Linked DNA regions of Mus musculus: regions 2, 3, 4, 5 and 6 are each linked to region 1. Evidence: chromatin contacts called from public HiChIP or PLAC-seq and Micro-C data. All regions are on one chromosome and are shown on one strand. The core of a region is the stretch at or near the end of the contact, and the rest is flanking DNA. Distances in the headings are between cores, read along the strand shown. Region 1 holds the start of Ggta1 (glycoprotein galactosyltransferase alpha 1, 3). Region 2 overlaps Gm13605 (a long non-coding RNA gene). Region 3 has its middle 13 kb from the start of Gm39795. Region 4 overlaps Dab2ip (disabled 2 interacting protein). Region 5 holds the start of Gsn (gelsolin). Region 6 has its middle 31 kb from the start of Gm13446.

Region 1 (4,265 bases), core at 609-3,108:
AATTATACCCTTTTATCTGGGGATGAAACAGATCCAATTGAGCCTGAGGGTGGAGCAAACCAGATGAGGGCAGATGTGCTTGTTGGGCATAGAGGTATAAACTCTGCCACGATTATTTTGGGTTCCTTTCTAAATAATTACAGAAGGTCGCAGTGGCTCTGTATAACCCGATCAGAGGACACCCAAGGCTCGAAGGCCACAAGCAAGCTATGCTCTAGATGCCTCTTGGCCAGTTTTCACCCCAGAGCTCAGGACTGGGAGACCTAGCCTAGTAAGCATCCATGGGCAGTCCTTAGCCTGTAGCCCGTGGCCTTTCTCCTTTCTTCCCAGAGAAACACCCAGTGTGGAAAGACCTTCCAGGCTCCCAGGTGTCTGGCTGTAAGCCAAGCCAGTGTCCATGAGACCTTTCCTCATTGCATAGGGTGTCGGTTCCCCACCCCATCACCCAGTAACACCCCCCCCCCCCCACACACACACCCGTAGTTCCTCCTCTGCAGCCCCTATCACCATGGGCAGGTCAGAAGACACAGGCGGCCGTGAGCGATTTCTTTTCTTTTTCTTTTTCTTTTCTTTTTTTTTTTTTTTTGCTGGTTTCAGGCTTTTTTCTGCCTGAGTGGAGATGAAACATCACTCCTCCCACAGATGGGAAAGAGGTGCAGGTTGGGGTAAAGTGAGGGACACCCGATGCATCACACGTGCATCACGCCGGACGTTGTGTTGGGGGTGGGGGTGGGAGTGGACTCTCTAGGCTCCCACTCCTCGGGTCGGCGCACGCCACTTGCCTGCGCCCTAGGCCGCCGAGCTCTGCAGGGGCCAGAGGCGCGCACCCCACCCGACACACCCGGACAGAGCAGCGGCCGGGTCTCCTACAGCGCAGGGCGCCGCCCGCCCGCCCGCCCGCCCGCGTGGTCCCGTCTCCAGCGCAGCAGACAACACACACCCGGCCTGCTTTTGCGGATCAGGTGGGTCCCGCCGGGCGTCTGACACTGAAGCCACGCGAGGGCTTCAGTGGGGAGGAGGTGTGGGCGAGCGGGAGCGCCGCTATTCCGGCCCAGCCCTACCTCGGTCCTTGCTTTTGTCCTGGTCACTCGATCATTTCCTCTGTATCCACTTCTGAACTCTAGGCTCTGTCCCACCCTGAACAGTGTCGCTGCATCTGTTTGCTTACTGGGGTCTCCCGCCACCTTCCCTCGCTATCCGAATAGCTGATATTCAGGGCAGCACAGGGCAGCACAGGGCAGGGCAGGGCAGGGCAGGGCGAGTAGGGCAGATCAGATCCTGGGACCACCGGTACTAACCAGTGAGTGTAGAAAGCAGGAGGTGTCTTTTCCTACTGTAGTTAGGACAGGGCGGGTTGGCTCTTCTTATGGACAAGATGGAAAAGGGGTGCAGGTAGGGGCAAAGTGAGAGACACTCGAATTTGAGAGACAGACAGACTCCTAACAGTGAAGGAAGGACCAAGCCAAAATCAAGCCTGGGCAAAGTCTCAGGCACTAACTTTGCTGTGTTGGGTGATGGGAGGTAATCTCGTCACAACTTTTCAAACCACCTCGTTCCCACTGCAAGGAGACACCATCAAGTGTTTGAAGATGGCAGGGGAACCTCTCAACAAAACACACACACAAACGTTTTATTATTTTATATTTATTTTGCATGCAAAGTACTGTGTTTCATTATGGCATTTTCATACATATGCGATTGCACAAACTCTTGAAAATCATCCAAGAAACAGCAAAGCGGGAAATAATGTTGTGGGGGGGGGGCGCGGAGGAGAGAGAACAGAGACTGGAGAGAGTGCTGTCCTCCTTGCTGCGGGGGCCAGGAAGAGGCTAGGAGGGCGGGGATGTCAACGCCACTAGCTCCTCCCTCAGGAAGGACCCCAGGGACTCTTATTTTTGTAGTTTTGCTTGTCTGGGCCACTATCGGCCCCAGAACAGATCTGACTGCCTCTTTCATTCGCCCGGAGGTAGATAGGTGTGTCTTAGGAGGCTGGAGATTCTGGGTGGAGCCCTAGCCCTGCCTTTTCTTAGCTGGCTGACACCTTCCCTTGTAGACTCTTCTTGGAATGAGAAGTACCGATTCTGCTGAAGACCTCGCGCTCTCAGGCTCTGGGTAGGCAAAGGCGAGGGGGCTCGCCATGGCTCGGGTTGTCCAGGGATTGGGGCATCAGGACTACGGGAGTCTCTGCCTTTTGATAGTGCTTCCTTACAGTTATTTTTGGGAGTAGTTGCTTCTTCCTGATGGGAGCCGCGTGCGGGTCCAAGCTATCTTTTGCAAGTAACAGGTGTCTGGTGACTAAATGCAGGGCTGAACACTTCACTTGGGATTACCTGGTTCCAGGGACTTTGAGTATTGGCGCAGGCCCCAAATGGCCTAGGAGGGGTACCTGGAGACCCTGGCTCCTGCTCCTGTGATCTTACTACATAGAACCGATTCTTTTATTTCTACTTTCTGTGTTAGGAACGCCCCAAGAGGATGTTTTGGGGAGGCCTCCTGTCCCCATTCCCTGTGATTAGGGTCAGTTTTCAGTGGAATGCCTGAGATCAGAAGGCGGGAGATCAATTGATTACTGTCAATGGCCCCCTGTGGCTAAACTTTACCGGAAGCTTTCTCAGTCACAGAGCAGGAAAGGCCGCCTTGCACTGGCCATACTGACTCTGAGCAGCCATTTGCCCGGTTTCTGACACTTCTGAGCCAGGGGCTGACCATGGGTTTTATTCCCTGTGCACTTCTGGGTCTTGGTGAAACTTTTAGTGTACATGGGTCTCTTAGGTTCCCCAGCCTAACAGGATAAGCTTGGCACTGTTGGCTGGATTTATAGAGAAGGAAATCAAAGTTGGGAGAAGCCAAGTCACTGGTTTATGGGTGCTCAGGGTTTGGATTGAATCTGAGGTTGGAATGCACTCCAGCCAGCCTCTAAGGCTTGTGTGCTTCCTGTTTGTTTGTTTGGAGTGTGTGGTTTTGTTTTGTTTTGTTTTGTTTTGTTTTGTTTTGAGACAGGGTTTCTCTGTGTAGCCCTGGCTGTCCTGGAACTCATTCTGCAGACCAGGCTGGCCTCGAACTCAGAAATTCCCCTGCCTCTGCCTCCCAAGTGCTGGGATTAAAGGCGTATGCCACCACAACCTGGTTGCTCACTTTCTATTCAGCATCTCCCACCATGGCAAGAAAACGACTAAGGAACAGATGGCATGACTCTGGGGGGAAGGGCTGGGGAGAGTGGAAGGGAAGAGGTAGTGGGTGGGGCTGAGCATTTCAACAGGTGCAGTTCAGGTATAAATATTATTTTTTGAAGTGAATATGCTTTCTGATAAATAATCAGGGGTCTTTACAAGTTATTTACTAATTTTTAATTACACTCTAATTTACGTACACTAAAATACATAAACCGTAAGCATTCTTGGTTTTAATGAGTTGGAAGGTTTTTAGAGGGACAGTCCTTGTGTTTGGTCTAGGCTGGTCATTTTCTGAGAAGTGGCTGAAGTCTTGTGTGACAAAACTTTTGCCAGGGGATACAGCACACCTGTCTACTCACCTGGATAGTGAGTCCAGGGCAGACCAAAATACGGATACCACCAAAATCCAACTTGGCGGACCCCAGAGCTTTATTAATGTTATTTATGGGAATATAGGTGAGGGGTTACTTACAGAAGTATACATGACTCATGGATAGCTGTATCATCAAAGGACAGGTGACAAGTCACAAAAGCTGGGAACCTGGAGCATAGCCTTCAGATAATTCAATAGTTGGAGAGTACCCTTTCCAGGTAACTGATCTAAACCTGGTCTAGGCAGTCCAGCTGGTTTCTGCTTCTTCCAGGCAGCTGGTCTGGTCTCAGAGTCTTCTTTGCAGCTCAGCTTCTATCAGTCTGAGAGTAACTCTCAGTTTTTATTGCTTGCTCTTGTAGGGAGGGGCCTAGTGAATCTGGTCAGTTTCAGGGACTTCCTGGATCTGTTTTTTGGTTTTTTGTTTTTTTTTGTTTTTTTTTTTTTTGGTTTTTCGAGACAGGGTTTCTCTGTGTAGCCCTGGCTGTCCTGGAACTCACTCTGTAGACCAGGCTGGCCTCGAACTCAGAAATCCACCTGTCTCTGCCTCCCAAGTGCTGGGATTAAAGGTGTGCGCCACCACTGCCTGGCAGATCTAATTTTTCTTATTGTATGTGTTCTTTCCTATAATGTATCTAATTTTAATCATATGTCCACCTAGGGAGATTCTCCCTAAAAGGCTACTGGGTGGCTTAGTTTTGCCTTATTGCCCACATATTCAA
Region 2 (4,265 bases), core at 1,308-3,807, 230 kb after region 1:
GATACATCTTACCTGGCATGAGCGTGGCCCTGGGTTTAATCCCAGCACCACCTTGTGCGGGGCCCCGGTCCCGTGGCTTAAAACTGACCTTACAAAGGCCCATGGTAGAAAGCTGCTGCACTTCACTTCCTATCTGTGTGGAGCAGGGCTTTCACAACACAGTGCAACCAAGACAGAAAACACAAAAGAAGATGTGCATAGGGTCAGCCTAGAGCTACTGTGTCTTCCTTGTCTGGCAGGCTGGGTTCAAGACTCATTGAGTTTTGAGAAATGGGACCGTGTGGAACAAGTTTAGGCTGGTACTGGGCAAGGGCATCCTTCTGTAGAAGCAGACGGGTCCTCCATTGCCTGTTGGTCCAGCAGTCTGTGAGCACCAGAACCTCAGCATTTTAAGTCTGTCAGGCTCCTCACTACCCATAGATTCCCTGACCCGAAAAACTTGCCTGTGTGCTGCAACAACTTCTGAGCTAAATCAAAGAGCAAGACGAAGAAGAGATGCTCTCTGTCCTTTCCCACCGTCCCTGACACACAGGCTGCAGTCTTGCTCACTGGTGACAGCTCTTATTAGCCCAGGGGTGACAGCAGTAAAACAAAGGTGAGTTCAGCCACAGACACTTTCCTGTAGCCAGTGCCCCCCCCCCTCCAAAGACTAGCACTGCTTTCCAGGGTCCCATCTCACTTCCCTAAAACTTCCTGTTCTTTGGCTAAGTGTTTTTTTTTTTTGTTTGTTTGTTTGTTTTTTTTTTAAGCCTCTGCTTCAGGCTATCACTCACTTGAGGTTTCCCTGAGAGGTGTGTCCTGTGTGTCACAGTAAACTTATTCATTTTCTCTTGTGAATTGGCTTCTGTCACAAGGGCCTGGCTCAACTCCAACCTCCTGAGGGTGGAAAGTTCTTTATCAGCAGTCCATGCACCACAGCTGGGGTGGATGTCACTATGCTAAGGGAAAGTGGCTGGAATAGCAAGCTCCTACTCCCGTGATTCCAAATGCGTGGCTTTTTCAAAAAGGCAATATATCACAGGGCCAGAGATGGAACTAGTGATTGCCAGGGGCTGGGTGAAGGGATGGCTTGACTGGGAGCTATGCTGTGACGAAACTGTTCTCTCTTGATATGGTACATTCCCAGTCACACATTTGTTAAGACTCATATAATTGTACATTAAAATGTTGTTTATTTTTCTCAATATGTATGCATGCGTGCACATATGTGCATGTATGTGCACCATATACATGCAAGTGTCTGACATAATCAGAAGAGGGTATCGGTGTGAGCTGCCTGGTATAGGTGCTAGGAACCGAACCTGAGTCCTCTGCAAGAGCAGTCAGTGCTCTTAACCACTGAGCCACCTCTCCAGCCCAACTGTATTTTACCGTATATAAGTAAAGCCTACCTGTAAAAACAAACAAACAAACAAACAAAGGCACATTCCTATAACCCCAGCCACTTAAAAGGGTGAGAAAACCATGGGGTTCAAAAGTTTGAGGCCAGCCTTGCGACTTAGAGAGACTTAGTTTCAGAGTTAGGGAAAAGGGGGAATGTGGAAGAGGGGAGATGGATGTCCGCACAGCCGCTCAGAGCCGTATGGTAGAGTACTAATTTAATATGAGGCCATGGGCTCAGACTCTAGTACCACCAAAAATGGAAAAAAGAAAGAAAGAGAGGGAGAGCAGAGAGGGGGAGAGAGGGTAAGAAAGGGGAAGGAGGGAAGGGAGGGAGAAACAGAAAGGGGAGGGGACAGAAAGGGGGGAGGGAAGAGGAAACACAGGAGTCTTAGTCAGGCTTTCTATTCCTGCACAAACATCATGACCAAGAAACAGCTGGGGAGGAAAGGGTTTATTCAGCTTATACTTTCCATATTGCTGTTGATCACCAAAGGAAGTCAGGACTGGAACTCAAGCAGGTCAGGAAGCAGGAGCTGATGCAGAGGCCATGGAGGGATGTTCTTTACTGGCTTGCTCAGCCTGCTCTCTTATAGAACCAAGACTACCAGCCCAGAGATGGCCCCACCCACAAGGGGCCTTTCACCCTTGATCACTAATTGAGAAAACGCCTTACAGTTGGATCTCATGGAGGCATTTCCCCAACTGAAGCTCCTTTCTCTGTGATAACTCCAGCCTGTGTCAAGTTGACACACAAAACTAGCCAGTCCAACAGGTACCTTGCTAATTAGTGCCCAAATCCTCTTCTTATCCTAATTAGCAGTCAATACAGATTCCTAAATCCTAGTTCTTAGAATCCATATTACCTAATAAACCCAAAGGGAATATTGCTGGTATGATTTAAGAATGTCAACATGGAAGGGTGTCCTGTAATTGCAGTCTACCCACCCCACCCCCACCCACCTCCACCCCCCTCCACCCCCACCGCGGCGGGATTACAGGTATCCTTAGAAACGGGGGGTGGGGGAGGGGGCAGAGGGAGATTTTATGAAGGAGAAAGCAGTGTGAGGACAGAGCAGAAACATTTGAAGAGTCAGAATTGCCAGACTCGGAGCTAGACAGAGGAAGGAGCCACGTGCTGAGAAATGTTACAAGAGGAATGCTACAAACCACAAAACTTGAAAAATGCATTCCGTTGCTAACCTATCAGAGGGAACACAGACTGGCCAGACTTGAATCATCTGTGTTGTTTTAAACCAAGTTTGTCGGGATTTGTTATGTGTAATAACAAGGGAGTGTACCTTTCCTCTGAAGGAACTGTGCTTTTTAAGGCTAGGCATGATGGGGTCCATGCCTGTAACCCCAGCACTAAGGAGAATCCTCGGGTCAGGGCTAACGTGGGCTTCATGGTGAGTTCAAAGTCAGAGACTCTACCTTTCAAAAGAGAGGTCAACAAAAATGAACAGATACACAGCTTGTCTGTCTTTATTAATTTTTGACTGAATCTCACTACGGAGCCCCGGGTGGCTGGCTCAGCCTCGCCTCTGGATTTAAAGATGGTCACAGCGGTGCCTGCTATTTCTAAGAATGAAGAAAAATTTCCCTTTGAATCCTCCTATCTCAGGTGCCCATTCCTAAACCAAGCACTTTTAAGAGTGATCAGGATTTCTTGCCCTTGTAGAAACCAGACCGTTCTGTCCCGAGCCTCCCAGCCCCAGACCATGAACTGTATCAGGATTATAAGAAGGAAAAAAGGCCCACTTTGAGGCTGGTGATCAACAGCACCTACCTCAAAAGTTATTTTCAGGGAAAAAAAAAATTCTCAATTTAACAAATGTTTTATATGAGTAGAAAAACAACTAAGGGGAGCTGTCAGCTCCAGTTCTCAGATCGGCCTCCTTCTTGAGCTCTCACACAGGAGAGATAGCCCGGCTGAATGCTTGAGTCACCACCATTAAGTGGGGCCCGGGACACAAAGCCATCTTCCAGATAGCCATCCCACTTGCAAGAAAGCACAACCATACAGCGTGTACTATTCATCCTTTAGAGACCTAGTGAAGTTCAGAAACCCTGAAATTCAGGTTAGCCGAAGAATCAATGAATCTTAAGTATTAGGAATTCATCTCGACAGAAGAAAGGACGGGATCCTCCCGAGGGGCTCAGCAAGCAAGAGAGAAAGCAAAACCCGGTGGCTTTCAAACCGGCTGTCATCTGGCCGTCCGCTCAAGCAGATGAAGCAAAGGTTTGTCTTTCCTGCGTTAGCCGGTTCTCTCTGACACATTATCCTACAGTTTCAGAACTGCAAAAGCCCCGAGAGTACTAATAATGCTAATTGCCGTAGATAATAATTTAAGTGGTCATTTACTGAGCATTTACTAGGATCTAGACACTGTGTGCTATCACATTTAGTCTTAAGTCTTCTCAGTGAGGTGCGTGCCAGCACCAGGCATACCTGACAGGTGCTGACACCTAAGGAAAGAGAGGGGCGAGATCTCCAAGGTACTGCTCAACGGACAGTTTGTTTATGTGGGAAAGGCTTTCTTCCTCTGAAAACTCATTAGAAAGAAATGTCATTTTACTATCTCAGGGTTTTCACTCTTTATCCTTACTGCCTCTGAGGAGATTTTTTTTCTATTTATTTGTTTGTTTGGGGTTCTATCCCAGGTCCCTGCACATGCTAAACACACGCTCTTGCCCTGAGCCCACCTTAGCACTCACAGTGGCTCTGTCTCTCCTACAAAGAGAGGCAGAGAAGGAAGCAGACATGAGAACTGAAGCCGACAGCTCCCCTTAAATGTTTACTTATATAAAACATTTCTTAAATTGAGAAACTGCTTTTTCCCTGCAAATAACTTTTGAGGTAGGTGCTGTTGATCGTCAGCTCC
Region 3 (4,265 bases), core at 1,196-3,695, 200 kb after region 1:
AAACTACTTCATGTCCATTTACATTTGAACTACAGATATGCACAGATTTTTCTTTATACATGTGCCCCCAAATATTGCAAAGAAGATGGTAATACTAAATCATTATTCATTCTTTATCTGAAATTCTAATTTAACTAGCATCCTGTTTTCTTAGTTGCTAAATATGGCCACGCTAAGGGCAGAGCTTGAGATTCAACATTTCTAAAAAGCTCCCAAATGCAGCCCTGCTGCATCTAAAATACCATTTACAGCTATGAGAATGGAATTTTATGCAACCATGAGTTCTACAAGGTTTTTAAAAAAGACCATTTATAGAGTCAGGCAGGCAGTTCCCAACTTCTAAAGGAGTGTTCTAGAATGGAGTGTTCTCATGCTTTATTGAGAAATGCTCTAGGAGAATGCAAAGGGCACAGAGCCCAGGCTAGCCCATGAAAACCCTACTCTGAATGGCATGCATCAACTGGCTTCTACTTCCTGGCCTGAAGCTCGAGAAGCCAAGTACACATGATCACAAAAAAAAAGAAGAAAAAAAGACAAAACAAAACAACAAAAAACAATGGCCCTCTCCCTTTTGCTTTGGTCCCAGGGTATTTTAAATCAGATGAGAAAACAGAAATTCCAAGAGTCTGAATGGTCTATCCTGGCAAAGTACCATGTCATCACTCCTCAAGACCCTAGGAATGGGTTGGGGCCCGGTTGGGAGAGTGCTTGCCCAGCATGGAGCTCTGGGTTCAGTCCTCAGGACTGCATGCTATCAGGCACAGTGGTGCATGACTGTAATCCTTGCTTGGGAGGTGGAGGTAAGAGTTCAGGTTATTTTCAGCAACATAGTGACTAGCCAGCCTGGGCTATAGGAAACCCTAAAAACAAACTAACAAAAAATGTAGGAAGCTGGTGTTGAAATCCTAACTTTACTCTGGAAACCAAAGCCTAGAGAGGCAAACTACTCAGGACTGAACCAGGTTCCCTCTGCTCTTTGACCTAGAATCTCAACTCTACCTTTTTCTGATACTTGGCTGTGCAAAAGATTTGTTGAGAGAATGAACTGAAGTCTAATGTTTTAGGAAAGTGGTCCCTGGATCAGAAGTCTAGAACAGCTAGACTTTAGATACCCAGCTACAGTACTCCTTCAAGAATACCATTTCCCCACCAAGTGTGCTAGGAACAGGGACCACTGTTATTCTTCCTGAGTAACAATTTGGCAAAATGTAACAAAAGCTATAAAACACATCACAACTGAGCCAGGAGCTCCATTTGTAATAATGAAGGAAGAACTCAGGGGCAAGCAGTAGCTCGGTGGGTGGAAGCATTTACTGCAAGACTCATGACCCCCAGGGTGGAGAGAATATATTCCATAAAGTTGTCTTCTGACCTCTGTTCCCCTGCCTTGGCATGTACACACACACACACACACACACACACACAAATGTAAATAAAAATTTTTAAAGAACATATTAAAAAATTGCTCACTAGGATGGACTTACTCCATGGACAGGCAATGGACAGATAACAATTATATACACATAAAAATAATGAAATAAATCTTTTTTAAGAAGGAAAATACAGGAAGGAAACATACCAAATTTTGTAGTGGTGGCAGTTATGGATAGTTCTTTGGTTTTGTTTAGTTGGTTTTGGTTTTATCCTTTAAAAGAAATTCATTTTCCAAATTTTCTATCACAAGCTCTTGTTACCATGAGGAAGGAAGGCCCATGAAGAGATGAAGCACATCCCCCAGTCAGGCCACTAAGCCACCCTGCAAATTTAATTAGTATTTACTCAGCCCAGCCCAGCCACAGCCACAGCCTCTACAACAGAGAAATCAAGAGCCCCACCCTCAAGGCTGACTTACATGGAATATATATATCTTTTGCTTGATAAGTACTTGAACCAAATGATAGATCTGTTGAGGTTGGAAAGTAACGAGACACCCTTTGCTTAACCAACTTAGCAAAATAAAGGAAGCCCACTCCCTCCAGCCAGGCTCCCTCATAACAGTTTCCCACCAGGCTCCATGGCTCAGACCCTTCTGGAGTCTTCTCAAAAAAGCCAGATTAGGAGAGACAATAACCAGAAAAAATAAAAAAATAACAAAACAAAGCCGAAAACTGATCAGATATGTTGGGACACAATTTTAATACCAGCATTCAGGAGCAGAGGCAAGTGGATCTCTCTAAGTTCCGGGCCAGCCTGATCTACAGAGTGAGTTTTAGGATAGCTGGAGTCCATTAAAAAAGCACGCCGGCACCAAACCTTACCCTTCGTTTTGTCAGCGCACAGACAGGGACCCCAACCCAGGCTTTTAGCTGCCTAGCCTCACCCACCACACCCTCTGCTTTTCTCTCCCCTACCCTGCAATTGCCCCTGTGGTCCAAGGCAGGGCAGGAGCAAGTAGGCACGTCTCTCAAGAAGAGGGGGAGGGGAAGTCAGAGGCAGAAGGAACTAAGCCTGCCTGTGGTCTCCAAGTTCACAAACCACATCAGGCTGAAATATGACACACGCTCATTCAGCTGGAAGGAAGGAGATATTTTTACTTAACCTCCCTCGGCTGCCTAAACATTGATGGCCCAGCTACCCCCACCCCCACCCCCCACCACCACACGTAACTCCTGGGACCCGCTTTTCTCTGCTTCAGCCCACATTTTCTTACAAGGTAACAGGGCGACTCCCTTTCCAGCGCTTCTTGGGGATGTCTAAGAGTTTGTCAAACAGTAGAAAGGAAGAATGCAGTTCTGGCTGGGTGCCCAGCTAACAAAAGACCTTGCCTGGGTCCAGGAGCATTAATTTCCTAAAAATAGATAGGAGACTGATCCACACTCTGCAGACCTGTTGATGGTAAAGAACATATGTGTTTATAAATAGTCCCGAGGCCTCTCCAGCGTTCCCGAACTGTGCATGCCAAGGCCCCAGCACACATGTAACAGCTGCAGGCGAGGGCAGGGGAGGGGGGAGGCACATCTGTATCTCCAGGGCTGAAGTCAGGGGACTAGAGAGACCCGTAGATCCCTGGAGCTCCTTGGCCAGTCAGCCTACTGAATTGCTGAACACCAGGTTCACAGAGGGGCCAGAGAAATGGCTAAGCAGAGTGACCACTTCCTACACACACCTGATGACCAGAGTTTGGTTCCCAGGACCCAAGTAAAGGTGGAAAGGGAGATGGACTCTACAAAGCTGTTCTCAGACTTCCATGTGTGTGCCCACACACATATATCACACACCCACACAGTAATAATAAATTAATAGCAAATACAAACGTAATAAAAAATAAAGTAAAAAGTGATAGGAGATGTTTGGAATTGACCTCTGGCCTCTGTGAATGCACTGATGGATGCACACCAGAGTACACACATGCACACACGTGCACACACACACATACACACACACACACACACCTAAGCTATCACTTGTAATTTCTCTTTCATTCTCTTGCCCTCTAACTTATCACCTCCAGTCAGCAAATACTCAAAAATTGTGGGCTGGGGCCAGAAGAGTTTCCTTGAAGAAAACCAGAGATCAATGTCTCAGCAAAGCGCTACAGGCCTGAATGATACCATCTCTATGGCCAGACAACATGTCATCTAAGAGCCAAATTTCCCTTCTGGAGTTAGGGGGAGGAACCCACAGGCTCCAGATGACCAGGAAACACCACGTCCTCCCTCCTGTGTACAGTTCTCCCTGTAACAGTGCGTGTCCTTGCACAGACCACTGTTCACAGTGGGACAACCAAGACAAGGCAGCCTATGTGACTGACTGTCCCTCGATTCATAGCTATAGTCTCTTTTAATTTAGAATTATTTTCTTAAGAAGAAAAACAGCAACAGGGAGACACTAACCGTAACAGTATCTACCTGCGAGCTTCGCCTCATCTGTTTTCAGATAAAATGTCCAGCTCCCATAAACCTGAAGCTGAGTTTCCAGGATCTGCCATTGATCTGCCCAGCAGGCATTGCTCTGGGTTGGATCTGCCTGCTGACTACCAGGCCACCTCCTCAGGGCCTCCCCATGAACTCCCACCTCAGTCACTGCGTCAATGAGAGTTCTTGGTCACTGCCCTGGTGACAAACTTGTCCCAGTATCCTTGTCAGTTCTGCCTTCACCTAACACTCTCAGTCCCAGGACTCCAACCCTGTGCCCTCCATTCTAGTCATGAAGGATGCTCAGTGCCTTTGCACAAGCTTCCCTGCTTCTTAGAATAGCTCCTTCCCCAGCCCTCTTCCCCTGGCAAACTGTTACTCATTTCCAAGGCCTGGCTCACCCAGACACAA
Region 4 (4,265 bases), core at 857-3,356, 200 kb before region 1:
TGCGGGCTTCCCAGCGGTGGAAGGTAAACACGACATGCATGCCGCTTGCTCTCAAGAGGGCAGACACACTCAGAGACCTGGGCTGCCTGCTTTCTCTCCTGCTCCCGGACAACCGCCACATGCACACAAAATGGGGTACGTACACAAGCCCCCGCATGCGAGAACAGAGGGTCCGGACCCCTGCCAGGGAAAGCGCAGAGAAGGGCATGTTCTTTGGGGGAGACAGCCGGAGGTGGGGGCCGGAGAGGAAGGCAGCAAACCGGGTGGCCTGCCGCCCAGACAGACAATAATAACAAAGATGGGAATGGAGATGGAGATTTTCAAAGACGCAGTGGCTGCACCCAGCACCGAGCTCTGGCCTGGATGCATCTTCCTGCCAGGGAACGCCTGGTCCCCTGGGGCACCATAGCCATCAGTGAAAGGTTGGGGGTGGGGGGTCCTGCCTTAGGCTGGGCTTGGCAGCCGGGGCGGGAAGCCAGGTGCAGACAGTGGTGGGGATGCACTGAAGAACAGCTCTAGGCTGATGGAAGGTCTAGTGGTTCTAATTGGGATGTGGGAGGGGTGCCCTGGGGTAGATGTTAGGTGTCAGTTAAACGTCACACCACCTTGGGCAGGAGTTAGGATAACTTGGACTCCTTGCTTGCTGGAACCAAGGAGGAAAGGAAAGACATTATCATTCAACCTGTGCCTCCCACACAAGAAGTGCCAACTCGCCAATGGTAAAACGGACACAGACCCGGGAAGGCAGATGCCAGGAGCCTAAGATGTTGGGGCTGAATGCTGAAAAGGCTCCTTGGAGCCTACTGGTTCCTTCACCTCCACGACACGTTCTAACTGGCACAGGAATCCATCACTGCTTGTGCCTAAGTGGAAAGGTGCCTGTGGCTGACACGACTCAAGGATGCGAACCAGGGCCCCCAGAGGCTGTGCCCGCCCAGTGCCCCCGCACGGACAGGATGGCTTGCCCTTGCGAGCTGAAGCCTGCACGTTGCCAGTGACTCCAAAGCAGGCTCAACAACCTCCTCCCCTCCCCTTCGCCCCACAAGCCACCTCCCCCTGGAATTTCCACACCTGCTCTCAGCTTGCCCAGAAGGAAGCAGGGAACAGAAGACACCCCTGGGAGCGGGAGGTAAAGAAGGGGAGCAGCTGCCCAGACTGTAGGGGGAAGGCCCATTTTCCCGGGTCTTAGGTTATACCCATTAACCGAGCGCCTGGCCACTGCCTGCTCGGCTCGCCCCAGCCCCCAGCGGAGCACGTGCCCTACTTAGCGCAGATGTGCCCCCTAAGCGGCCCAGCCCCCTGCTCCTCCCCTCCAGATGTTCACCCTTTTCCGCGCCACGAGCGCTGCCGGGTCTGGGCAAAAACCAGCCGAAAATGCCTTTTGTATCGGACAGCGAGGGACTCGGTAGGCCGGGGATGGGTCCTGAGGGTGGAGGCACCACTTCCGTCCCTACCTCTAGGCACAGCACTGCTCAGAAAACAATGCCCACCTCGGCCAGGCGAGGCAGGACCCCACATGCCCGAGAGGGCACTTGCTGCCCGGCCTCACCCCGGACCTCCAGCACCCTCCTAGGTGCGCCGGTGAAAGCAACGAAGGGTACAGTCCCGGTCCCCCAGCACGACGGGGGCCCCGTTCCCGGAGTTCCCGGAGGCTGGCGAGGCGTCACTCCCGCGGGAGAGTGCCCTGCCCGGCTCCGGCTTTGTCCCCGCGCCCTCGGGGCGCAGCCGGGGCGGCGACGGGCTCACCTCTCATTGTCCGCGGCGGCGGCGGCTGCGCTCCGGAACCCCGGCAGGATGTGGCGGAAGCTGTGGTTGCGGTCCAGTTTGGGCTGGCTCTTGGTGCGCTTGATGGAGCCCTTGAGGCGGCGGCTGAGGAAGCCCTGCGCGCGGGGCGACAAGAGGGGGAAGGGGAGGCGGGGTTAGCGCGGCGGCGGCGGGCCGGGACCCGCACCCTCGCGGCCCACGGCGGGCCGGGCTCGGCCCCAGCAGCTCGCGGCCCGCGCCGCCGCCCGCCCGCCGACCGAGCGCCGACGGCCCGGCCCGCGCAGCGCGGCCCAGCCCACCCCGCGCCGCCCGCCGGCCGGCCCAGCCCGCCACGTCGCCCCCGCCCCTAAGCCGCCGTTGCCATGGCGACAGAGCCGAGTGCCTCCGACCGTGGCCGAGGATGCCCGAGCCCCCCCCTCCGCCCCCGGCGCTGAGAGGGAAGGGCGGCAAGGCTGGGGGGTGGGGGCGGGTTGAGTGGCTTGCGCCACCAACAGCCCCTCACCTCACCTTCCTCTGCAACCAGGCCACACCCCCCAACCTCCAGGAGGATTCCTCACACCCCGCCCCGTCGGGGGGACTGACAGGAGCGGTTACTCAGATGAAGGAAAGAAACTAAGGCTGGGAGAGCAGGTCCTCCAAACGGCCAGCGCGCCTACTAGCACTCTGGCCATCTAGACCCCCTAAGGCGGACAGGCAATGGCTGGATGTCAGGATGGAGGCTGAAACGCTTGGATCCCCCCCCCCAAAAAAAACAATCCCCATAGGTACAGGATCCTCTAGTGACCCCTTAAGGAGGGGCCCAAGGTGTTGAAGGGTTTGCTGAGTGTCCCCAATTTGGGGACACCTGTCTCAGATCATGCATGGATTCACCAGCCATTCCCAGCTCACCACCTCACCCCACTCAGAGCTTCTGGACTAATGAAGAGGCAGGTGAGGAGCCAGGCCTCAGTACCTGCAGGTTGGACAGAACACACTTGACAGATGATGAGTAGATGTGAGGCTCAAGGGGAGCTGGCTAGTTTTATGTAAACTTGATACAGGTAAGTCATTTGAGAGGAGAAACTCCCAATTAAGAAAATGCCTCCATATGATCCAGCTGTAGGGCATTTTCTTATTTAAGGATTGATGTGTAAGGACACAGCTATTGTGAGTGAGGCCACTCCTGGGCTGGTGGTCCCAAGTTCTATAAGAAAGCAGGCTGAGCAAGCCAAGGGGAGCAAGCCACTAAGCAGCACCCCTCCATGGCTTCTGCATCAACCCCTGCCTCCAGGTTCCCACCTTGTTTGAATTCCTATCCTGACTTCCTCCAATAATGAACTAAGGTATGGAAGTGTGAACTGAATAAACCCTTTCCTTATCATGTTACTTTGTCATGGTTTCTCCTAATCCTAGCATTAGGAATTCTAAGACACTGGGCTCAGAATCTGCAAGCGCCTTGAGGGAGAAGAACTGAGAACTGGAACTCCCTGAGGAAGGCTTGTACAGAAGGGGTGCTGGAACCCAGCCACTCAGCCTTGATTCTGGGTGACCCGAGGACAGACATAAAGGGGTGTTAACTTATTTTGAAATCGGTGTTGTCATTGTGATCTGAATTTTGAAGTTTTTCCATCGTAGGAGGGGTGGGGCTGATAGAAGGTCAGGTGCTGCAGCACCACCTCTTGGACATGACAACCTCAAAAATGGGCTGAATAAATCCTCTTATGTCACCAGCACACAGGCAAAACACCAGAAAACCCTTATCTGCAAACTTTATTTGCAGAGAGATGAGGTTATCCTCCAAGGACACCCAGCTCTGAGAGCTATTGCCAGAGCTGTTCCCACAGGACACACCCTCTTTTACAATGCCCAAGCTATCCCTCCTCCTGCCCTTTCCCCTCTACATTTCCTTCCTCTTCAACCTCTCCCATCCATCGTTGATCTCTTCCTGTTGTCACCTGTCAGCATTCCACATGTCCTTCTAGGCCAACTAAAATGTCACCTCACCCAAAGACCTTCCCAGGTAGTAGTGCCAAATACACCTGACCCCTGTACCCACATCCAGGTTTTCTTTTTTGTTTGTTTTTGTTTTTTTCAAGACAGGGTTTCTCTGTGTAGGGTTTCTCTGGCTGTCCACTTTGTAGACCAGAAATCCCCCTGCCTCTGCCTCCCGAGTGCTGGGATTAAAGGTGTGCGACACCATGCCCGGCCACATCCAGGTTTTCAAACGCTGTGCAGCTCAATAAAACCTCTTGATTTAAGGGGTAGATTGGAGGGACCCTTCTCCAAAGGTGTAATCCACAGGCAAGACAATGCAGACTAAGGGAGGTCAAAGCTCCTAGGGAACAGCAGGCAGGCAGGGGCCTAGACCTCCATATAAACCCTGGGCTCTCCCAACTCAGCCCTTCCTGAGGAGTCTCCCCAGCAGGCTTGGATTTTTGAACAGATTGCACTCTATGGTACAAAGAACTATATAGCCCATTTCACAGGTTGTGGAGCCCATTCCATAGCAATATTGTCAGTTT
Region 5 (4,265 bases), core at 665-3,164, 180 kb after region 1:
AGCTGCAGAAGGGTAGATCACAGGTCAAAGGGCAGAGCTGGGATCTGAACCTGTACAGGCTGGCTCTAGAGCGGTGTCATGGAAACCACTAACAAAGGCCTGGTGTAGAGAGTACTCAGTTCAGGTATATCCATACAGTTGGGGGTCGGGGATGGGGAGGGGCTAAGCAGGAGCACTCCCTCACCCAGCCAATAGTGGAGGTCATACTGCAGATTCCCATTCCTCAGCTGCACAGTCTTTAGGATGACATAGGCATCACCCGTGAAGAAGTCTCCATAGAGGTTGGGGGGCACAGGCACCAGGTCAAACTTCTCCACACGCCAGATCTGCAGGCCAGGCTCCTTCCCTGCCTTCAGGAATTCGGGGTGCTCCACCACCATAGTGCTGGGCTGCAGAGAGACAGGACAGAACCTGAGCAGAAGTGTGGGTCTCAGCAAGGAGAGACCCCAGGCATGAGGGAGGGCAGCTTCGAGCTCTCCCTGTGCTAGAGGAGAATCAACCCCTTTCTGGGAGTTTCTGGCCAGGCCAGGCTGTCTTCCTTTCTGCTCTCCTAGTTGGTGATATGACAGAGGAGGCAGAGAGCTCCCTCCCTTTTGGGGAGATAGCTAAGGCACAAAGAGGCAGGCTGTCTTTCAGGGGCCCCCATTTGGGAGACAACATAGAGGGATAGCCCTGGACTCCAAAGGCACTCTCTGCCCCTATGGATAGACACTCCCAGATAGCAGTGGCAAATCTCTCAGTCCCCAGTGACTCTGCATGCTCTCTTCCAGAACCTTTGTGGCTTAGGACGCATTATCCACCCCTACTCTGCAAATGGGGAAACAGGACCAAAGGGCAAGGGGCCCGATCCTAGGTCCCGTGGTTGGTTTTGCTCCTTGGAAGGGGAAGGATCATCACAGCCCACTAAGGACTGGCTTAGTGGGCCCAAGTGGCCTCCTGAGCTGTCTGCCTCCTCCCTCCTGCCCCGCCCCCAGCATCCCACCCACCAAATTTCCACATCTTGGGAAAGGGGGAAGGAATGGAGCCTGAAGTCTGCAGGGGGAACCTGTTAGGAGAAGGTTTGAGGGTGGGAAAGGCTGCCAGACATGCTCTGTAGGTGCCAATGGGACAGACGGTTAGGTTTGCGCCCAAGGAGGGATGTCAGCAGGTCACCTCAGACAGAGGAAGGTCTGGTTGGAACAAAAAGCAGGCAGAAGTCAGAAGCGATTGGGGAGAAAAACTCAGGTAGTGGAGAGTAGAGAACAGAAAGGGCAGACAAGTGGGAGGGGTCGGGCAGGGGAGGAGACCACAATCAGGGTAGAGAGAAGAGAATAAAATAACAGTCCTGTCCAGAGGCTTTCAAAGGGGAAACCGAACGGGAGGGGACAGACAAACAGCAAACAGCAAACGCAGAGGACTCTGAGAAAGACCAGCAAGAAGGGCAGTAGTTAGACATGATAAAGGAGATGGGATCCAAATCAGTAGTGGGGAAAGATCCGGCCAAGGTGAGGTTAGCCTGCAGGAAGGAAAGAGCTTTGGCCCCGGCCCCCGAACCCCGCCCCCAGGAGCCCCGAAGCAGCAAGACATACTTACAAAGCAACAAAACAGTTTTTCCATTCTACACCTGAATTACTCCCCTTTTCCTAGCGCTGTATCTGCAAGAACTTACAATAGACAATTACTCGGGGAGCCCCGGGGACCCCGGGCACTCACCCGCGCCTCAGACACCCGACTTTGGGGCGCCCTCTCTTGGGCCCTGCCCCGTGATGTGGTGGCTGCATGGGAAGGCGACAGTGCGCACAGCGCCAGGAGGAGCAGCGCGCAGAGCAGTGAAGAGCGGTACGGAGCCATGGCGACGGTGAGGACCCAGGCTGCGGCCGCGGACCCTTGGTCGCCCCAACCTTTAAGTAACCGGCCGTCCCATCCCGCCCTAGCTGAGGACCGCCCAGCAGGGAGGGCCTTGCGGCCCGCGGGGGAGGCGGGTATCTGTCCGGGATCTCTGAGACATCTGGGTTCCCTTCCCACTGGGACCAACCCGACTGGGTGCGGTCGCCCCTTGGACCCTAGTTTCCAATCAGAAGATCCGGCCTGTGGTCTGACATATAACAGATGCTAACTCAGTGAGAGTTTTTCTGGGGCCCGTTCAACCGCCTTCTTATTGGTCCAATAAGCAGATCCAACAAAAACTAACCAAAACAACAAAAAACACCTAGCATGAACTAACAAGTTCATGGCGGTTTCCAACTCAAGTACTCTTTTTGGATTGTTCTCCCCTCCCCCCAGTGACATTTTTTCTTTCTTTCTGTTTTGTTATTGTTATTTTGAGCAAATCTTAGTTTGTTGTACAAAGTTCTTGCCTGTTGACTGGTTGCCCCTGCCCAGGGCAATACTTGTATCCATCTCCTTTAAAGGATAACACCTCCATTTCCTTCTGCAACCTTTTCCCCCCACCTCCCCGCCCCATTTCAGGCCCTCTCCTTCCCTCGCTCCTCATCACTGGGAAATGTGGACCTAAGTTAAACTACTAAGTACCACCTACTATGTCTCCTAGAGGTTGCAGAGGGTTAGATCAGGCCTGCTCAGATAGCCTGGTCTGCAGGAGGCAATGCATCGCTGTCCCAGCTCCCTTGGGAGCCTACATAGCATGACTTCTATCTAACTTTGCTGTCTCCCTCCCCAGTTTCTTCCCACTTAAGGGGAAACAGTTCACAGCTAAGAGAACACAGAGAACAGCTGAGACTGAAGGTTATGGGGACTTCAGATGGCCTGGGTCTTGTCGCAGGGGAGACTGAGAACATTTCCAGGGGAGGGAACAGCATATAGGCAGAGGGCAAGCAAACACAGGCCATGCCCAGTAAATAGCTAGGATCTGATTTACAGGGGGGCAAGGCAAGAAAGGTGAGTACCCCTAGAAATGGGATTTTATCAGGTGTTTGTAGAGGCCTTGAATTCTCTGGGCTCCATGGTCTAGGAAGCCCACCTTCAAGCCTGTGTAGCCTACAGTGGGCTGCCCTGGGCACAACTCAGGGAGGTGATTAAAGCCCACACTGCTTGCAGGAACATTTCTGGAAGCATAAGCCATTTTCACCTCTCTAGATAGAAAGTAGATTGTGCATATTCAAGACACATAATACAACATTCCCTACAGAGCTGCTTGCAATGGACAAGGATATGCATTGAAGCATTGTTCAAAGAGAATTGGAAATGACCCAAATGCCCTGGGGACATAAGTGATGGGACTGTCACACAATGGACCACAAAGCAACTGTGAAAAGAAAAAGAAGTCAGAGCCAGTTGTGCCTGGTAGCACATAGTAGGCACTCAGTAGGCATGGAGAGACCTCCAGGTGCCAGAAGCAAATTGCACAATGATGTCTCTTCCTTTCTATAAGGAAAGAATCTGCAGTTGATGCACAAACCCTTGCAAAGTCAGTAAACGCTGCACTGTTAAAGCTATCACTTCGACTAGGAGAGAGACGTCACCTTGGACACTGCCGTGGCGTGGCTGCCCAGGCTGGAGAGAGTCCTCAGATCACTGTAATGGTGGGAAATTTTTAATACCACACCACGATGATGATCATACAACCAGTTCACGCCACAGAAAAATCACAGAACTGTGTGCTTCGGTGAGTGGACTGTGCATGCTACATGCGTTACATCCTGAGACACTTCCTGAAATAGCAGCTTAAAGCACAAGATCTAAAACATGACACAGATACATCTAGCCGGCCAGTGATGGTGCACACCTTTAACCCCAGTATTCGGGAGGCAGAAGCAGGCAGATCTCTGTGAGTTCAAAGCCAGTCTGGTCTATAAAGAGAGTTCCAGGACAGCTAGGACTGCCCAGAGAAACCCTACCCCAAAAAAGCCAAAGAAAAGAAATATATCCAATAGAGTTGATTGATTGATTGATTGATTGATTAATTGATTGATTTAGAACTGTAGTCTAGAAAGACTGCTTTAAGAACATGCCTGAGGGGATACTTGCTCCTTGGCTGACTCAGGAAATGACCAGGAGCCTGAGCCAGCAGCTGGCCTGGCTACACAGCCCCCTCAGGAACAGGGAAGCAGTGTGGCCCCAGCTTACCCAGTTGGTGATTAACAGAAGGCCAGTATGGCTTGGCCTCGACCCCTGGGGTCAGTGACCACTAGCCCAGGCTCCCCCCGAAGTTAATGATCACAAAGGTGGTGATCTTTGCTGGCTATGTAGCTATGGAGTTTAGGCCATATTAACCAAGGCCCCACCCCTGCCTTCTAAGACCCTGAAGCCTAGAAACTCTCACTCCA
Region 6 (4,265 bases), core at 646-3,145, 130 kb before region 1:
GTCCTCAGAGCGTGACTAAGATAAAGTGGGCTCTCTGGCTGTCTGGAGTCAAGCAGAAAAATGTGGCAGGATTTAAGGCCTCCTGGGCTCCTCAAGGTGTCCCTGGTCAGGCCAGGCCTGGGGGTCTCCTTATCCCAGCACTCACAGCTGAGGGGTGGCTGAGTCCAGGCAAACTGGGAAATACGATTTTGGACAAGCCTACGTGCTGCAGTTTTAGCACAGGTCTTGGCATGGCTTAAGGCCGTCATCCTCTGGGAAGCCCCCCGACCTCCCTGCCCCACTGTCTACACCAACCACAAGGCCCTCTACAGGCAGAGCATGCTCTCTCTATAAAGGGGAAAAGAGAAAGAGGAGAGCCAAACCTCCGCCCACCTCTTCCTCACAGCTGGTGGTCTTCAACCCACACATACATGGTGCCTTCCCTCACAGCCGACAGGGGCAAAGGTGGACACAGGCTCCCGAACTTCAAGCTCCTTAAAGAACCTTTGTTAACCCCCTTCTCTCCGCACCAAATTCATTCCCTTGAAAACCCACATTCACAGATCATTTAGTTGGGCTAACTTAACCCTACCCCAACCAACCCATGTATAACCTAAAAGAAAATGAATATTATATTTAAAAAAATAAAATCTTTCAAACTCAGAGGGTCCTGCCCAGAACTTTGCTGGGGGTTGGCGTAGGGGGGCAAAAAGTATGGGAAAGAGGCGTTGGCTAGAGTATCCTATAACTGCTAAGACATCTTCTTTAAAATAAAAACGTCCCTGGGGAAGAGCAAGCAGGGACAGAGGCCCTGATGTCCATCACAGTCACATGCTTATACTGTGCACAGTACACTGTGTTCTCTCCATGTCTACTTCGAACCTAACAATCGCCCCACAAATAGGCCAGGCTGTCCCTAGTTTCTAGATGGCTACTGAGGAGGGAAGTGAGGGGTGAGGTCAGCACAAGCTGCAAATCCAGGAACAAACCCTGACCACCCTCCATTCCCAGTCCCTGGTGGCACCTTTGAGTACTCCCCAGACTCCTTTGTGGGGACAAAAAGCACCCAAGGACTGTCACAGAGCTCATTCCAAACTCAAATTAACACCTTAGTCCATGGAAAACGCAGTACCTTCCTGAGTGCTGGGTACAGAGACAGGTAAGGGATTGACACCAACTGTCCCCAGAGCCAGCAAGCTACCGACAGACAAGAGAGGGGCTTGGGGCTGACCCACTCATTCTCCTCTGTTCCCACCCTGGCTGCTCAAGGACAGTGTCAAGAGGCCGGAAGCAGAGAAAGCGACTACTGAGAGAAGGGACTCCCTGCTCACCCTGCCCTGCTTGCTACCTCTATTTCTCCTTTCACAGTCCCTCGTGAGGCCATCACACAGCTATTGGATGGACAGGACACAGCCTTATGCTGTAAGCTGTGGCGTCACAAAGACCTGTATTCAAATCCTGCCCTGGCACTTCTCCACCTGGCGACCTTGAGCAAGTCCCAAAGATCTCTCAGTCTGTTTGAGACCCAATGAGCTGATACTTAGGAAACCTAGTGTCCGGCCCGTAGGAAGTGCTCAGAAAGTGTGAGCAGCTGGTAGTTATTTGTATTATAGCTCAGAGAGGTCGGGTGCCTTGCCTGGGCTCAGACAGCCAGCACGAGGCACAGCAAGTGTTGACATTGGGTTCCAGGTCTGATCTAATCCGTTTCTTGACACAGAGCCCCTGCCCCTCTACAGGGAAGCTATGAGAAAGCATAGCCCAAATATTTATTATGCTTCAGTGGGTTCCCTAGGCCTACAGCTCATAGGCTGAGTACAAAGTCCCAACCAACAGGTTTGTTGTTCTACACACACACACACACACACACACCCCAGTAAGAGGCTCACAGTGGAAGTTCCCAAACCTTGGCATCATCCCCAGTCCAGAGGTGAGCGGTGAGCTCACGCCTGTGACTAAGCCACACTGACGCCAGGAGCCCTCTCTGGGAACCCAGAGACTTGGCTTCTAGCCCCAGAAGGAGTCACGATGCAAAACCAGGGTGCTTCCAGAGGTGGGGATCCCCAGCTCCTGTTGCTGAGATTAGGATGGTCCTGCCAAGCAGGGAGGCCTTGCAGCCAAGGGCCAACAGGGGCCTGGAGGGCAGGAGTTGAATTCCAGTTCAGACATGAACTTAGTGAAGTTTCAGGCTAGCCTGGCCTCTGATCACAGTGGTAAGGATAAGTGGGTACCAACTGCTTCTGGTGGCCCATCCGCTCAGATCCTGCTCATCTGTGACCACGGCTGAGCTGGAAGACGCTGAGCTCATGCAGGTACTGAGAAGTAGAAACTAGTGTTGAAGGAGGGGATTGGGCAGGCAGCCTGGAGAAGGCGGCGGGGAAAGGGGAAGTTAAACAAGCTAGGATTCGAGGCTGGAAGCCTGTCACACGGGAGTCCGGCAGAGGTCCCCCAGAGTCAGGCCAGGAGAGAACGCCTCTGGATACAGCCTCATCCCTGATGGCTTCCCTTCTCTCACCTCTGAGAGTGGAGATGGACAACCTAGACCACCTACTTTAAAAACTAGAAAGAGCCGAGAAACTCTTTCTGTGCCGGCTTTCCCCAAAGCTGGCTCTTCCTAGACTTCACAGGCAGCGGAAAACGAGGTCTCCTGATGTAAGGAGATGTGGGATGTGAGCAGACTTTCATACAGTCAACCTTAGAAGAGTGCCTATACCAAAGACAGAAGAAGCACTGTGTTCCTTACAGATCAGGGCACCGCCATGCTCTGTGACCCTCAAAGGCTCCCCGTCGTCCATGAAATCATATTCACAATCCCTCTGGGTTTGCTTTGTTTTAAAAACAGGGTCTCCTCTCACTCAGGCTGGCCTGGGACTCATATGGTGCCTTTCCTCAGCCTCCTGAGTTTTGAGGTCGCAGGTGTGAACTTGCAACCCCTAACCCCCAATCCTTATTACATCACTGAAGGTCCCCAATTTGGGGTCCTCATGACACTTCTCTGCCTCAGACGCGTCACCACCTCCCGGTTCCCTGACCTAGCAGGACACAGCTTTCTGCTGTTCTCTGGCCTGCAGCCTTTTCCCCTGGAGCCTAGACTCATCACTGGCCCTCCTGCCACCTTTAGCACTTGGCTGAAAAGTCTGCCTGACCCCCATCCCCTCCTCAGTCTGTGACTTGCCCTGGGTTCCTTAGAACGCAGATAAATGAGGCTGGGGACCTGCGTGGATTCTGGATGCAGTGTCTGGGTGCAGCCAGACACTGGGTGCACCTTCCCTCTGTGTACTCAGGAGAGCAGGCAGCCCAGCCCCCACCCACTTCAGCAGCAGCCGCAGAGCCACTCAAGGGAGATAATGGAGCCAGAGGGCTCTGCAGGGCTTCAAGTGTGACTCGAACCCAAGGGATTACAAGGACTATTTTTAACTCCCCACATCCTGACCGAAAAACAAATCCCTCACACACCCCGCCAATTCCTATCAGGGGGTGACAGGGCCTTTTAAGAATGTTCTCCTCCTGGAAGTAGCGCCAGCCAGTGTTGATGGCTGATGGCGGTCCCTCTGCCGGGAAAGGCCCTGAGGTCTCCGCTCCAACCACTGCCAGCTTCCACTATGTCTGGCCGGGTCTCCACAGCTCCCAGAAATAACGGTTTGCTTGTGGACACGGTTGTCATGTATTTTCCAGGATAGCCAGATGTGATCACAGCAAATGCTGAGAAAGGCCACACTCGTTCCTCTCCTTAGCCCCTCACCCAGTGCCCTCTCCTGGCCCTGGCCCTTCTCAAATAAGTGAGCCCCGCTAGAGCTCACCTCCAGGGGTCAAAGCTGAGGCACCTCTACCACAGGGAACTGGCTCTGTGGGAGCAAAGGCAGATAAACTGGGAAGGCATCTGAAAGGAACATTCATTAGCAAATATGGAGAGCTTTGCGGCTTCAAGGGTTCCTAGTTGCACAAGGGAATAGGGGGAACATTGCCCCTATCCCCCCAGTATCCACAAGACAGCTTCTCATGGCAACCAACCACCATGACCACAAGGAGATGAGAGTTTCCTCCCTCAGGCCACACTCTGCTTGTCACCAGGCCCACCTGCGTGGGTGTCAGCGTCTTTCTTTTGTATCTCCTGCAGAGGATGGCTCCCAAGGCTTCATGCATGCAGGCAAGCGTTCTACCTCACAGCGACAATCCCTGCTCTAAGTTCAGTCACTCGCTGTCCACCCCTCAGTCTCACCTCAGCAAGTGCCTCTGCTCGCATTCACCGTCATCACGAAAATGGCCAAGAGAATGGTCCACCAGGGGTA

What was found. Hi-C and Micro-C count contacts between places; a contact is called where the count stands out from the background. HiChIP or PLAC-seq counts read pairs in DNA pulled down with a chosen protein or histone mark.
Region 2: a contact with region 1 is called in a FOXA1 HiChIP or PLAC-seq map of pancreatic cancer cells. The contact joins the enhancer-like site here to the promoter of Ggta1 in region 1. A contact is called at or near these places in 1 of 39 promoter capture datasets (macrophages), 3 of 115 datasets of contacts at active chromatin or transcription factors (the SCID.adh cell line, embryonic stem cells and pancreatic cancer cells) and 1 of 9 other capture datasets (liver).
Region 3: an H3K4me3 HiChIP or PLAC-seq map of the SCID.adh cell line shows a contact between it and region 1, with 10 read pairs. The contact joins the enhancer-like site here to the promoter of Ggta1 in region 1. A contact is called at or near these places in 5 of 39 promoter capture datasets (the C10 cell line, cranial neural crest, embryonic stem cells and 2 more), 2 of 484 Hi-C or Micro-C datasets (embryonic stem cells and muscle stem cells), 8 of 115 datasets of contacts at active chromatin or transcription factors (the SCID.adh cell line, double positive thymocytes, effector CD8 T cells and 5 more) and 1 of 9 other capture datasets (liver).
Region 4: a contact with region 1 is called in a Micro-C map of embryonic stem cells, with 3 times the contacts expected there. The contact joins the enhancer-like site here to the promoter of Ggta1 in region 1. A contact is called at or near these places in 3 of 484 Hi-C or Micro-C datasets (all in embryonic stem cells), 1 of 115 datasets of contacts at active chromatin or transcription factors (pancreatic cancer cells) and 3 of 9 other capture datasets (adipose tissue, liver and pancreatic islet).
Region 5: a contact with region 1 is called in an H3K4me3 HiChIP or PLAC-seq map of embryonic stem cells, with 17 read pairs. The contact joins the promoter of Gsn here to the promoter of Ggta1 in region 1. A contact is called at or near these places in 1 of 15 datasets of contacts at CTCF or cohesin (large pre-B cells), 1 of 484 Hi-C or Micro-C datasets (pre-megakaryocyte-erythroid progenitors), 11 of 115 datasets of contacts at active chromatin or transcription factors (the 230-238 cell line, CD8 T cells, the SCID.adh cell line and 6 more) and 2 of 9 other capture datasets (adipose tissue and liver).
Region 6: a contact with region 1 is called in an HNF4G HiChIP or PLAC-seq map of pancreatic cancer cells. The contact joins the enhancer-like site here to the promoter of Ggta1 in region 1. A contact is called at or near these places in 3 of 484 Hi-C or Micro-C datasets (embryonic stem cells, muscle stem cells and nephron progenitors), 3 of 115 datasets of contacts at active chromatin or transcription factors (embryonic stem cells, extraembryonic endoderm stem cells and pancreatic cancer cells) and 3 of 9 other capture datasets (adipose tissue, liver and pancreatic islet).

The regions. Positions count from the first base shown.
Region 1 is chr2:35,459,042-35,463,306 of GRCm38.p6, reverse strand. Ggta1 (glycoprotein galactosyltransferase alpha 1, 3) reads left to right here and starts at 1,858. Exons shown (of 8, transcript NM_001145821.2): 1 at 1,858-2,112.
Region 2 is chr2:35,228,688-35,232,952 of GRCm38.p6, reverse strand. All of the region lies in intron 2 of Gm13605 (a long non-coding RNA gene), which reads right to left. Among named protein-coding and RNA genes, the nearest start is that of Gm52553, 4.8 kb to the right of the region's middle. Within about 2 kb of position 2,557, at least 59 of the 459 cell types and tissues checked have an H3K27ac peak or open chromatin away from gene starts, as enhancers often do. A contact at or near this core is called in macrophages and pancreatic cancer cells, where this site is marked.
Region 3 is chr2:35,258,086-35,262,350 of GRCm38.p6, reverse strand. It overlaps a transcript of Gsn not described here. Among named protein-coding and RNA genes, the nearest start is that of Gm39795, 13 kb to the left of the region's middle. Within about 2 kb of position 2,445, at least 86 of the 459 cell types and tissues checked have an H3K27ac peak or open chromatin away from gene starts, as enhancers often do. A contact at or near this core is called in the SCID.adh cell line, memory CD8 T cells and pre-B cells, where this site is marked.
Region 4 is chr2:35,659,107-35,663,371 of GRCm38.p6, reverse strand. Dab2ip (disabled 2 interacting protein) reads right to left here. Exons shown (of 16, transcript NM_001114124.2): 3 at 1,747-1,880. Among named protein-coding and RNA genes, the nearest start is that of Dab2ip, 39 kb to the right of the region's middle. Within about 2 kb of position 2,106, at least 258 of the 459 cell types and tissues checked have an H3K27ac peak or open chromatin away from gene starts, as enhancers often do. A contact at or near this core is called in embryonic stem cells, liver, pancreatic cancer cells and 1 more, where this site is marked.
Region 5 is chr2:35,280,029-35,284,293 of GRCm38.p6, reverse strand. Gsn (gelsolin) reads right to left here and starts at 1,914. Exons shown (of 17, transcript NM_146120.4): 1 at 1,693-1,914; 2 at 185-389. The coding sequence starts at 1,830.
Region 6 is chr2:35,587,676-35,591,940 of GRCm38.p6, reverse strand. It overlaps a transcript of Dab2ip not described here. Among named protein-coding and RNA genes, the nearest start is that of Gm13446, 31 kb to the right of the region's middle. Within about 2 kb of position 1,895, at least 60 of the 459 cell types and tissues checked have an H3K27ac peak or open chromatin away from gene starts, as enhancers often do. A contact at or near this core is called in adipose tissue and pancreatic cancer cells, where this site is marked.